Linked DNA regions of Rattus norvegicus: region 2 is linked to region 1. A link is a contact called in public Hi-C data. All regions are on one chromosome and are shown on one strand. The core of a region is the stretch at or near the end of the contact, and the rest is flanking DNA. Distances in the headings are between cores, read along the strand shown. Region 1 has its middle 110 kb from the start of Atp1a1. Region 2 has its middle 89 kb from the start of Atp1a1.

Region 1 (6,211 bases), core at 1,383-3,882:
ATCTGATTGCCTCACAGTATTGCTACAAGCTAGGGATTAAGCCTTCAACCCATGGTCCTTTTTTTAAGGATTTATTTTTGGGGTGTGTGTGTGTGTGTGTGTGTGTGTGTGTGTGTGTGTGTTTGTGTGTGTGATGCATACGTGCCTACTAATATCCAATAAGGCCAGAACATGGCATGGGATGCCCTGGAGCTGGGGTTACAGGTGTCTGTGAGCTGCCTAATATGGGTGCTGAGAACTAAACTGAGGTCATCTGCAAGGGCAGTACTTGCTCTTAAGAACTGAGACCGCTCTACACGCAAGCAGGCACACATGCATGCACCATTTTGAGTGGCCCTTTCATATCCAAACTAATTAGTCTCTCCACTGAACTTGATGGCCACTTAAAAAGGAATCATAGATTGGAGGCCTGGATTATCTGTAGTGCTGTTCCCTGGATTTTTCTCAACTCCACACAAGCTTCTCCAAGTGTACACTACTCTCCTGGGACCCAAATCCCATTGCTGTACGACTCTGATGGAGACTGCCAGTTCAGGCCCCAAGTCCAAGGCCCTGGAATTCCGGAGACTAGAACTCTGCCTCAGCCTGAGGTTTGCAGCTCAGCTCAGCTCCACTTGAAGCTCAGCCAAAGGAACCTTGTTACTTACCAGTGACTTTGACTGCATCTCTACTCTTGTGCCTCTGCCCTGGGCTTGGCACTCTCTCTTCCTTTGGCAAAAACTCTGAATTCCACCAACCTCACAAGGCTCAGCGGCAAAGCTTCCTCCTCCCGGAAGCTGCATTTTGTTTTTCTTGGGGCTGGATGGCAAGAGCTTCTTTGTTCCCCACTAGAAGGTGAGCTTCCCCAGAGCAGGCTGCGCTGGCTTGCATGCAGCATCTGCAATAGTACTGTCAGCACCAGCCTCCTTGGGGGTCTCAGAGAACGTCTGAAGAACTGAGGGGCAGAGCAAAGCCAGGGTACCATAGGAAAAAACATAGGAAAAATGTCAAACAGCCTTGAATGTGCACGGCTCACGGAATGACCTTCTGGGTATGCTGGGACTCACAAAATTGGCAAGGGAACAAGCATTCGGGCTCTATCTGAATATGCAAATGTGGGGACTGCCAACATGGAGCCCCTTCCGGGCTTGTGTTTGGGGATGGGGGAGGTGGGAAGCTGAGAGGGGTGAGGTTGGTAGTGGTTAAGATTGCTGTCATCTCTCCGTACCTATTTTTTAAATCTTGTTTTCCTTTTTGAGAAAGGACCAGGTTGGGATTATAGCTTAGTTAATCGCATACTTGACTTACCTACGTGTAGCCCTGGGTTCAATCAGCACATAGGTGAGGTGGCATGTGTCTGTGATCCCAGAATGTATGAGATGGAGTGGGGAAGATCAGAAACTTAATATCATCCTTGATTTCTTACTGGGTGAGTTAAAGGCCAGCCTTGGACTACACAAGATGCTGTACTGAAACAAAGAGAGGAAATAAGAAAGGAAGGGAAGAAGGGAGGGAGGGATTGGGACAGCAAGATAAAGAAAGGGAAGGAGGAGGAGGTCTCACTAGGTAGCCTGGCTCTGTCTCCCACACACAGGGATCACAGCTATGCAGTTAGAGCTATGTTTCACCATTATGTATTAATCTCTGAGGCTCTGTATTTGAGCCAAGAAAAGTAGAGCTTGGAATAGTGGAAATATTCAAATTAAGTGATCAAGACAAATGACTTTTCAGATGTGGAACCTCAGTCTTAGAGAAGGAAGACTGTACAAGCTGCAAAAGTCCTCTAGGCAGGCAGACAGCATTCACACACCGGCAGCTAAAGTCCAGTCCTTTCAGGCAGAAACCAGATGTGAACACCAACCAGCCTAAGGTGAGGCCCTCGGAAGTAGCAGGACAGGAGTGTGGGCTCAAAAGTCCCAATTACCACCTGACCTCTTTTCTTTCTTTCTTTTTTTTTTTTTTTTTTTTTTTTTTTTTTTTTTTTTTTTGAGCTGGGGACCAAACCCAGGGCCTTGCACTTGCTAGGCAAGTGCTCTACCACTGAGCTAAATCCCCAACCCCTCTCCTCTTTTCACCCTGCTACATAGCTACCCAGGAAGGCATCATCCCACCCCAAGATCACACCTCACCCCAGGAGCTAGATCACGAAGGTCACACACAGATGTGCATGCTGCTGGGCTCTGCTTTGTGTCTGTGGTGATGGAATGACAGGTTCACACACTGGAAAAAAGACATGTAGCCAGTCCACAGAGTTGAGCTTTTGCCTCTTCTGGTCACTCCTGTGCTCTGGGGAGAGAACTCAAGAGTGTTCCTGGTTACCCTTTGGGACCAAGGACTCTATCTAACAGCTCCAGTCTCCCCTCAGACTTGCAAGGGCTGGATTGGAAAGGAAGAGATAAGACCTGAGGGGTTAAAAGGCCCTTTGTGTGGAGGTCAGAGGTCAGAGGTCGCTAGTTTAGACCACTTAGCATAAGGTCCTATTCTCTGAGATGCAAGGGCAAAGCCTGGGACGAAATGTCCATGGAAGGGAGCAGGAAGCCAAATTGGACTCTGTTCATTCCGGGCCACTTTCACCTCCCTCTGCTGAAGGTTATGACTAAAGCTCGGTCCTCCAATGTAGTGACTCACTACAGGAAAATGACATGTGACGAGAACCTGGCTGTCATGGGACCACTTGCCAGGGGTGCCAGGACAGTGGTGGCATTGTTCAGAGGAGGCTCAGGAAATCAAACATCCGGAGACAGTACGCACAGTCAACTCTCCCACAGGCTGGGAGAGAACAGAGCCTCCTCTCCATTGACCAATCTGTGTATTTACTTGTAAAGGGCACATGGGTATTTATTCCCTTAGGTCTCGAGTGTGAAGTTTCCAATGCACTAAGGCAGGTAGAAGGGGCCATTAACCATGAAGGTGTTTTGCCTGACGTCACTTGAGAGTCTATCCTCCCAACATCCCTTGAGATAAGTGCTTATCACCAAATCTTATTTTGTAGCTGAGGAAATTTAAATACCCAGAAGTAAAAGCATTCATCTAGACCTTCTGGCCACTGAAGATGCCATCCTGGGCCCATGTTGGCAGGGAAATACACTCCCCGAGAGATTACTGGAGAGACCACAGGATGGCTCCATGATTCTGTTATCAAGACCCAGAAGGTACAGGGATGGCTGGCTATCTCACCTTTGGCCATAGAGCACAATCCTCTCCCCAGTCCTTCCTGGGTAAGGGTATTGATATTGTCCTGCCCTAGAACAGCCCCTTGCCCAGTGCCAACTTTAGGAGGATGAAGCAGGGGCCAACCAAATATTCCAGATCTTGGGCAGTTTTATCTCTTTTCTTAGTATTTACAACTCCTCCCCAGGCATCCATCTCTCAGCCTTGCCCCAGACCTTGGCAATGACCATTGCCTCAAATCTCTTCTAATGGCAAAAGCACCCCAGCCTCCCTTCCTCCATCCCATCCTCTTCCTTTCTGTGTGGTCGAGCTTAGGGACCAACAAAGATTCCAGAGCCGCCTCAGCATCCCATCAGCCACTCTGAGATCCTGGAGACATTTGGTTCTGCCCAGCACCACCCTTCATGTTGGCTTGCCACTTCCTGTTTTTAGTCCTATGTAGTCATACATGTTTTGCAACTTAGTTTTAAGAAGAGTTCAACCTCTCTTCTAGCCCACCACCCAGCAGAGGTAGTGAAAGAGAAAAGTTATTAGGATATGGGGGAAGTGGACCTGTTTAGCAATAACTCTTTGGGGGTGAGTTTTATCTTTGTCAGCAGTTCTGTCCCATAGCAAACATCAAATTCGATTCAGCAGCTGCAAAAGTCCTCTAGGCAGGCAGACAGCATTCACACACCGGCAGCTAAAGTCCAGTCCTTTCAGGCAGAAACCAGATGTGAACACCAACCAGCCTAAGGTGAGGCCCTCGGAAGTAGCAGACTGCTACAGGAACCTCATGAGCAGTTTCTCTCAGGGGCAACGTTACCACACGTTGAGCTCAACAACGCTATGTAAGGCAAACCAATACATGCATGTTGCTAGTAAAGAATAGCAAGGTGGGGCTCAGTGGTTAAGAGCACTGGCTGCTCTTCCAGAGGTCCTGAGTTCAATTCCCAGCAACCACATGGTGGCTCACAACCATCTGTAATGAGATCTGATGCCCTCTTCTGGTGTGTCTGGAGACAGCTACAGTGTATTCACATATAATAAATAAATATTAAAAAAAAAAAGAGTAGCAAGGTGGAGTAACCAAACCAATGCTCAGTGCTCGTCCCCCACTGTCTGTGGAGTCATATTTAGACTCCTCCATCACAGGTCCTTTCATGTGTTTGCTATATCAAAGCATCCTGTCACCTGTGTCTGCTTCAGGAACATTCTTTCGCATGTCTGCTTTAGCAAGACATCAGCTGTGCCCCAGCAAAACATCACTTGACCTAACCGACTTTCCAAGGAAACTAGAAGTTTCCACTTCAGTCCTAGGTCCACCTAGTGTACAGAGCCACCTCTTCGGCGGCTACCTGGGTATCTCTGTTCACACCTGAAGGTCAACCTGGGCCCCAGGGGTCTACGTGCCTTCCTGCCCTCTCCCCATCCTTCTGTGAGGGCCCTAGAGGTACCATTACTTTCTACTTTTATTTCTTAGGCCTAATATGGTCACACAGGTGGCCAGTCAATATTAATCGAATGTAGAAATGATGGATGATAAGTGACGTTGGCTCTGCTCTGAAAACATCTGGAACTACGGAAATGGCTAAGTGCTCACTGCACTGCACAAGCATGAGGACCTGAGTTCAAATCCCCAGCACATACAAAGTCGAGTTGGAGACAGGAGTGAGTTCCAGGTTCAGTGAGAGATTCTGCCTCAAAACAATGTGTGGGCTGAGGCTATAGCTCAGGGGTGCTGCTTGTTTGAGGCCCTGGGTTCAGTCCTGAGTACTGGGCAAAAGTAAGTTAAAAACAGTGAGTGCCAAAGAGGAACAGCGGCAGGCATGGTGGACACACCCACCAACAGAGCTTAAAATAAAACATTCTGCATGTCAGTCAATTCAACGTGACACGTTTTATTCTCACTGTATAAACAGGCCTCTGTACCAGACAGAACCAGAGCACGGAACAGTCAAACCACTTCATGACAAGCAGAGGACCAGAACAGGCAGGTGATTAGTGTGCCTGTATTCAAGATGAGCGAGGTGCCCCCTCCTCCTCCTCCGGCTGGGGATGCAGGCCCAGCATGAAGGGGTGCAGTCAGTGCACCTCCTCTTCTGTCTTAAGAACCCCAGGCCCCTCCTTTGCCTGGAGTCTGGTCAGCCCACGGGGCCATTTGGAGGCACCCTCACCGGCACTGTCCTTTTGAGCCTATTAAACCGTTGTCACTGTCTGAGCAAACATGGAAAATTCAGTGCAAGCTCATCTCATTCTGTTCATCTTCGGTGTGAGCGGAGGCTTCCTAGAAAACCAGGTCTCTGTCACTAGCGGTTTCCTGTGTCGCTTCTGTTAGAACCCACCTGATCCTGTCTCTGACAGAACAATTGGTTGCTATGGAAATGCCTACATCACCCAAGGCATGAGCCTGAGAGAAGCAAGAGTGTGCACATGGGGGACAGGGCAGTGTGGGGCGGAGCTTCAGGGACTCTAAGCATGGCTTGGGGCCTGATGCATGCTCACCATCATTAAACTATAACCCCAGCCTGAGTGTGGCTTGTAGGAAGTATTTATTCACACACACACACACACACACACACACACACACACACACACACACACACACTGTATTTTGGCCACGTTCCTATTTTCTCTTTTACCTCTTCCCACTCACCCCACCCCCCCTTCTTCCCATCAAACATCCCCCCTCACACTTCCACGTGTTTCTGTGGGGCCTCTCGTTGGCTACGTGTGCATGAGAGTGAATTTACCTGATCAAGGACAACACAACAGGTGGCTCCACCCCTGAGGAGTATGACTGGCCCTCCCCCCAGCAACCATTAACTTGCTTATGCTCCTCAGGGAAGGGAGTGGGGGAGGGGGCTTACGAGCCCCTCCCCCTTCGTAATGGATCCATTGAGTGCGGCTTTCTACACAAGTGACCAGTCCATCTTGGCATGCCTAGTTTGCAAAAGCACTTCCTACCACTTCCTACCTAAGGCTCAGTGTGTGTTCTGATGTGTGCACAGAGTTCATTGTGTCAGGGAGAAGCATCTATTTTGACACCATGGTTATTCCAGTTTGGGCTCTGACATGCATA
Region 2 (6,138 bases), core at 3,130-5,629, 200 kb before region 1:
GGAAGGAGAGAGAGCAGACACATAGACACTCAGACACACAGACAGACCTAGTAGCTGTTCTCATTCAGTTACATTATTACTGGAGCTTGCACTGAACAATAGGGAGGCAACAGTTTGCCAAGGAGGAGCCCTTTTAAACATTCTCTAAGAGGAACAAGGCTGAGTGACAGCTTAGAGACCCAACACCTGCCGGAGGCTGCAGAGAGGCATCCCTGAATGGTTTCTTAGAGGAGGTGGTTGCTGTGAATCCAAAGTAGGAGAAGTTTTTCGGAAAGTAAGGAATGGACAGTGGAAGTTGTGGGGTCTCTGACAAGCTCCAGTGTCAAACATGATAGCAGGGTAGAGGGGAACCGAACTTGGAGATTTAGAAAGGGGTAGCAGGGACCTGGCAGGGTGGCCTGGAAACCGCAGGGCAGGTCTAGTCTCTCCTACAACAAGAAGCTAGCACTTCCCATATTTTGCAGAGGTTTCCAGGCCCAAAAATCAAAATAACAAAACCCCACTCCATGAATGTTTCAAGGTCCACTTGCCAGGCATTGTTCCTGGGAAGGAAAGGTCTCTTTGTTAACTGTCTAACCCCATCTCTCCTATCCACACCCCCAGAGTTCCCACAGTCTGAGTGTTCTCTCTGTGTGTTCTGATACGACAGGGGTTGTTGATGTCATTTGTCTGAAATGGGTAGGTCCTGGTGGCAGAACTAGATCAGGGTCTGGGGACGGAGACTCCCCATGGGCCAGGCTGTTCCTGGGGCTGCTGATGAGGACACTTAGCTCCACTTATCAGCACTTTGCTGGCTTTGGCCTAACTTTAGTCCTTTGTTCTCCTATAGGATGGCTACCTCCCAGACGTCTCCAAGGGTGATCATTGTCTCAAGTTTAGGTGCCAGTGGTCTCCTGACCCGGCTGCCTATGAGCCCTACCTTCAGTATTCACTGGCTGTGTGGCCTGGGGCTGTGTGGAAGGCAGAGATAATAACATCATCTTCATAAAGTTATTCTGAATTTCACCTCAGGCAGTGTATAGAGTGCATCGTAAATGCTCAGCCCACTTTCTGCCAAGTATTCATTCATTCGATCAAAAATGGCACTGGGCGTCTATGACGTTGTGCTCAGCGTTATGTTAAGTGCTGTCTGGCATATACGGAGGGTGAGGTGTGTGCCACTTGTGTCCATCCCTCCAACCAGTAAGCCAATCAGAGAATAGGTATCACCAACTTTATGTGAACCCAGCATCATGCTAGAAGGCTGACAAAATACACACAAAGCGTGACAGAGTCCCTTTGCATGTGGCTGATATTCCGACGAGATTAAATAGATATGCACAAAAAAGCCAAATGCCTGTACAAGATGTACCAATGCCAAGGGGACCCATCCCAGAGAAACACTGCCCACAGGTCACCGCTGGGTGGGATGGATGGTCCAGTAGAGTCCAGGAGGCCTTGGGAGTCAAGATACATGGAAGGAGGCAGGGAGGAGAATGAGGAGTCTGGGTCCCATTGAAGAGGTCTTGCTGGTATGGTGATGGTAGTCGGGTCAACAGAACAGGCTGGTGTGTGAGTCTCGGGTTACCCTGAGCCGTGTAGTGGGGCTGGAACCACAGCTCTGCCAACTGTTGTCAAATGCCAAACCATATACTCTACCTCCCTCAGCAGCCTGGGGCACATCATCTTCCTTTCTGCCTACAGAGTCGGGGTAACTGTGAAAAAAAGTTCAGAAATGATAAATCCAGCACCTAACATACATTGCAGTTAATTTTATTTCTAATAATAATAATAATAATAACAACAACAACAACACAGTATCTTTTTAAAAACGTCTTTCTTTTTGAGAATACAACCCACCCTAGCCTTGGACTGCTACTGCATATGAATGTACTTTCTTGCATTTCTAGGACTCGAACCCTGTGTATCCCTTGGTATTCTGGAAAAGGGTCTCAGTTTGTAATCTAAGCTAGTTTCTCTATACAGCCAGGCCAACGTGAACTCACCAGTAACCTGCATAGGCCTCCTGAATGCTGGCATTGCAGGTGTGTCCTCACGCTGCTTGTGAATTAGTATATTTTGAGAATGAGTTCTCATGTGCTATTTGCTACTGTAGTTGATTTGGGAATATATAACTCCAACCAATCTAGAGAGGAAAACCTGAGTGCTCTGTATACCTTAAAACCCAACTTCTAGGATGCTTCATTAGAGACAATCCTTTAAAGAAGCCAAGTAAACACACACAGGCACCTTGGGTCTTCAGGATAGGATGGGGCAGATGCACTTTTCTTCCCAACCTGTCTAGCCTCTGTCTGGCCTCCCAGTGGCTCTGGCTGTTAGGATTTCTGTCTCTATTTCTCTAAAGAAGACTTAGGAAGCAGGAAATTGTCAAGGAAACACTCAAGGAAATTGTCTAAGGGAATGAGATTAGCAAGAATATGCAAAACCCTTCACCCTCCACCCAACCTGCTTTTAAAACAAACCCTGTACTGTAATCACTAACAGGCCCTAACATCTACTGATTCTCTGTCCCCTCCCAGTTCTTCCTCTGGTGGGTGGATTAAGGAGGAAAGCCGAATGCAGCTGGCAGAGAAAGAGGAATAGAGGAAAGGACCAGCAGAGGCTCTTCAAATTGGGCCATTAGTCCATGAATAATTGAGAGTGGCCTCTGTTGGAAAATTGATGTTTTATCATGATTTGCCCAGAGTTGAGGCCCAGGGGGGCTCCATTCTAGCTTTGTCATGGTAACCACAGGGCCCAAAGCCAGACCTTGCAAGGTGCTTCAATAAACACAGCAGCTATTGTCCTTACCAGGAAGAAGGTGGCTCAGTGGGTTGGGAGCCCCCACACAATACTTCAGCCAGATAGCTTATCGCTAAGAAAGAAAGGCCTGGAGACCAGGGTATGAAGGCTTGAAAGGACAGTGTTTTTTACAAGTTAAATCTTTCCATAGTGAGGGTGGTGGGTGGGGGGTGGGGGTGGGGGTGGGGGTGAGGGGTAGACACAGTGACAAGTGAGTGGAGCCCTCAGCTTTCAGGCCCTGACATTTGGAAGGGTTGGGCAACCTCCTTTGGTGTTTCTTTCAGTGTGATGCTATAGAATTTCATGGGAATTAAGATGAGGGCAGGGATTGTGTCTGCCCAGCCTCGGGTAGAGACTTGCCACTTCTATCTCGTTGGCACAGAGCACCCATTGTGAGCCACAGTGAGGCTGGTTCACACCCCCTGCACCAGGAGGCAGGAAGTTCAATCTATCTTAGCCCTTGAAGTCCTCGTTCACAAACTGAAGAGGCATTTGTTTCTTTAAACTGTGAGGTCCCCTCATCTGCCCAGGGAGAGTCATCAAGGGTGACAGGCTGTTTGACCTTGGAAAATCCTGAAATCCCTCTGACCTTCAGTTCTGCCCCCTATGAAAACAGGCAAGAATGTTTACCATTCTGACTTGTTCCAGCTTCTAGCCCCACAGAGTTTAAGAGAGCCCAGACAACTAACTGTCTTCTTTCTCACATGTCTGGTTACCCCAGCACCTGCGGTCCTTACCCTGTGGTGTTGGGGGGCTGGAACACTTCTTTTTTCTGCAGGAGAAAGCTCCCAGACAGGAGCTGCTGGTGGGGAAGTTTATATTGTATTATGGTATTGTGGTGCTTCTCATTGTTTTCTGTAAAAGATTTTGCTTCAAAGGACAATACAGATGAGTCTCTGCCTCCAGTTCAAGACCAGCGAAATCAGGGAGCACAAAAAAAAAAAAAAAAAAAAAAAAAAAAAATCTCCCAAGAGCAGCACTCCTCCTGCCCTACTGGCTGATTTGGTGGTCAAACCATGAGAGCTGAGATAAGTGGGCACTGCTTTCCATCCAGCGGGAGCTCCACACCTGACACCACATCTGAAGAACTAATGTTTCCCAACGTGGTTAGTTCTAATTCACAGGCAGCTGTGCCTGGTCTGAGAGGTTAAGTCCCTTAGTCTGACGTGCCCTGTGGAAGCGATGCTGAAAGTGGTGGGGAAATCTACACCAATTTACTGTAGGCACTGGCTCAGTTTTTCCTTCTTTGGGTTTCTGGAAGTTGTAGACCCCAGTCAAGAAGAGGCAGAGGGACGGCAGTGGAAGGGATTGTGAAGAATACAGAGGAGGAAGTGATCCTCGATAGGGTGGCAGACGGGAGGCTAGGGTGGGAGAGTCAGGACTGAGTCCTACAGACTTCACATAAAGGCCTCTTCACTCACTGGTGCCAGGCCCTCACTTCAGAGTCCCCAGTTCCTCTCCCTTGGCAGGACCATCTGCCTCCCCAGGGCAGCCAAAGGAGGTGACTCATTTCCAGACCCAGGAGATGGCTCTGACCCCTCTTCCCAGGTACTGCTGAAGTGGGCCAGTTGAAGCCAGGCAGGGCTGGTGCTGGCGTCCAGCCAACCTTGCCTTAGGAAAAGCTGCTGATTCATAGCCCTCCTTTAAGCAGCCCCTGAGAGCTGGCATGCAGGAAGGCACAGGGAGGCTACGGTGGCGGGGTGGGGTGGCGGGCACCTGGCAGGGGCTGATCAAAGGGAAGTAGGCTCACAGCCACCTGCTACCCCAACCCCACATTCTACCAACTGCACTGAGGCCAAAAATAGGCGCTCACTCAAGAGTGTCAGGGCTGCAAGCAGAGACAAGCTTATCAGAGGGAGTTCTACAGCAGGAGATATGTAATGCTTCTCATGGAAAGTGGGTACTTTGACCAGAAGGAGCTTCAAAGCTTAGGTTTGGGTATGGTTATGCTCACAGGTCTCTCCAAGGAAAGGAATTAAAGCCGTACATTAGTATTTAGAAAGTCAGGACGGAGTAGCTAGAGAGAGAACTCAGAGGTTAAGAGCACTCACTCGCTGCCCTGGCAGAGGGCCCAGGTACAGTTCTCAGCGCCCAGTGTAGAACTCCAGTTCTAGAAGATTCAACATCCTCTTCCGGTTTCCGAGTCACCAGGCATCAACATACGGTACATACATGCATGCCAGCAAGACACACATAAACATAAAATAAAAATAACAAATTTTAAAAAGGAAGGAAGGAAAAAGGAAGTGCAGGGACATATAAACAATAAAACCATGACAGCCCCCACATAATATTTATAAATGTACAGAGAGTACAAGAATTTGATTAAATAACACATTGGAAAGGGCACAAAATGAAGTGCCAAAGCCCTACTGTGATCCCTCACATACCCAAAGCCAACCTTGGAGAAATGTATACGTACATTTCATATCTATTATCTATGCTCATTTTAATATAGCAAAATAACCTCAAGAATCTGATGTCATGCTGACACATGCTATAATCCCAGGACTTGGAACATACAGGCAGTGGGATCTGGAGTTTGAGGTCACCCTGGGCTACAGAGATTCTGTCTTAAAAAAAAAAAAGAAAAAGAAAAGAAAAGAAAAAGAAAAAAAAAACACAAGGAAAAATCACATCACACAATTCTGCTGTGCTGTAGGGGACCCGGAGAGAGAGAGAGACACATGTTGTTTCCATGTGTCCTTATAGTCATCCATACATCTATTGTTTACTTTTTATAGCATCTGGTTTCATAGATCGCATCATTTGAGTAAATCACAATTTATCAACCACTTCCTTCCACGTAGATGAATAATTATCTTCTCACCCCACTACATAACTCTCCAGAGAACTTCTTGTACACACATTACAGTAAATTCTTAACAATGTCCAGAGAAAATTCTCTCTCTCTCTCTCTCTCTCTCTCTCTCTCTCTCTCTCTCTCTCTTTCTCTCTCTGTCTGTCTGTCTGTCTCTCTAGTATAGAATAGAGTTTTTTAGGGCATGGGGATGGGAGTTGGGAAGGGAGGAGAGAGAGAGAGAGAGAGAGAGAGAGAGAGAGAGAGAGAGAGAAGAAGGAGGAGGAGGAGGAGGAAGAGGAGGAGGAGGAAGAGGAGGAGGAGGAGGAGGAGGAGGAGGAGGAAGGGAGACTGGCCATGAAGATGTGGAAGGAGAGAGGGGAGAGGGGAATGGGGAGAGAAGGGACAGAGGGGGAAGGTAAGAGAGCAAGAGAGAGGAAATTCTTATCAATGGGTATTCCAGAACCTATAAATATAGGTCTTAATGTTATAAATATGGCTAATCCTCAACTTAATTATAAGAAGAGCTTCTCTAAGGAACAAAGTTTTTCCAGATT

Evidence for each region. A called contact is a pair of places that touch in the nucleus more often than the background predicts.
Region 2: a Hi-C map of the Rat2 cell line shows a contact between it and region 1, with 4 times the contacts expected there. The contact joins two enhancer-like sites. A contact is called at or near these places in 3 of 12 Hi-C or Micro-C datasets (the A7r5 cell line, the Rat2 cell line and mammary epithelial cells).

The regions. Positions count from the first base shown.
Region 1 is chr2:191,624,377-191,630,587 of GRCr8, reverse strand. No RefSeq gene overlaps it. Among named protein-coding and RNA genes, the nearest start is that of Atp1a1, 110 kb to the left of the region's middle. Within about 2 kb of position 2,632, at least 10 of the 93 cell types and tissues checked have an H3K27ac peak or open chromatin away from gene starts, as enhancers often do. A contact at or near this core is called in the A7r5 cell line, where this site is marked.
Region 2 is chr2:191,823,467-191,829,604 of GRCr8, reverse strand. No RefSeq gene overlaps it. Among named protein-coding and RNA genes, the nearest start is that of Atp1a1, 89 kb to the right of the region's middle. Within about 2 kb of position 4,379, at least 12 of the 93 cell types and tissues checked have an H3K27ac peak or open chromatin away from gene starts, as enhancers often do. A contact at or near this core is called in the A7r5 cell line, where this site is marked.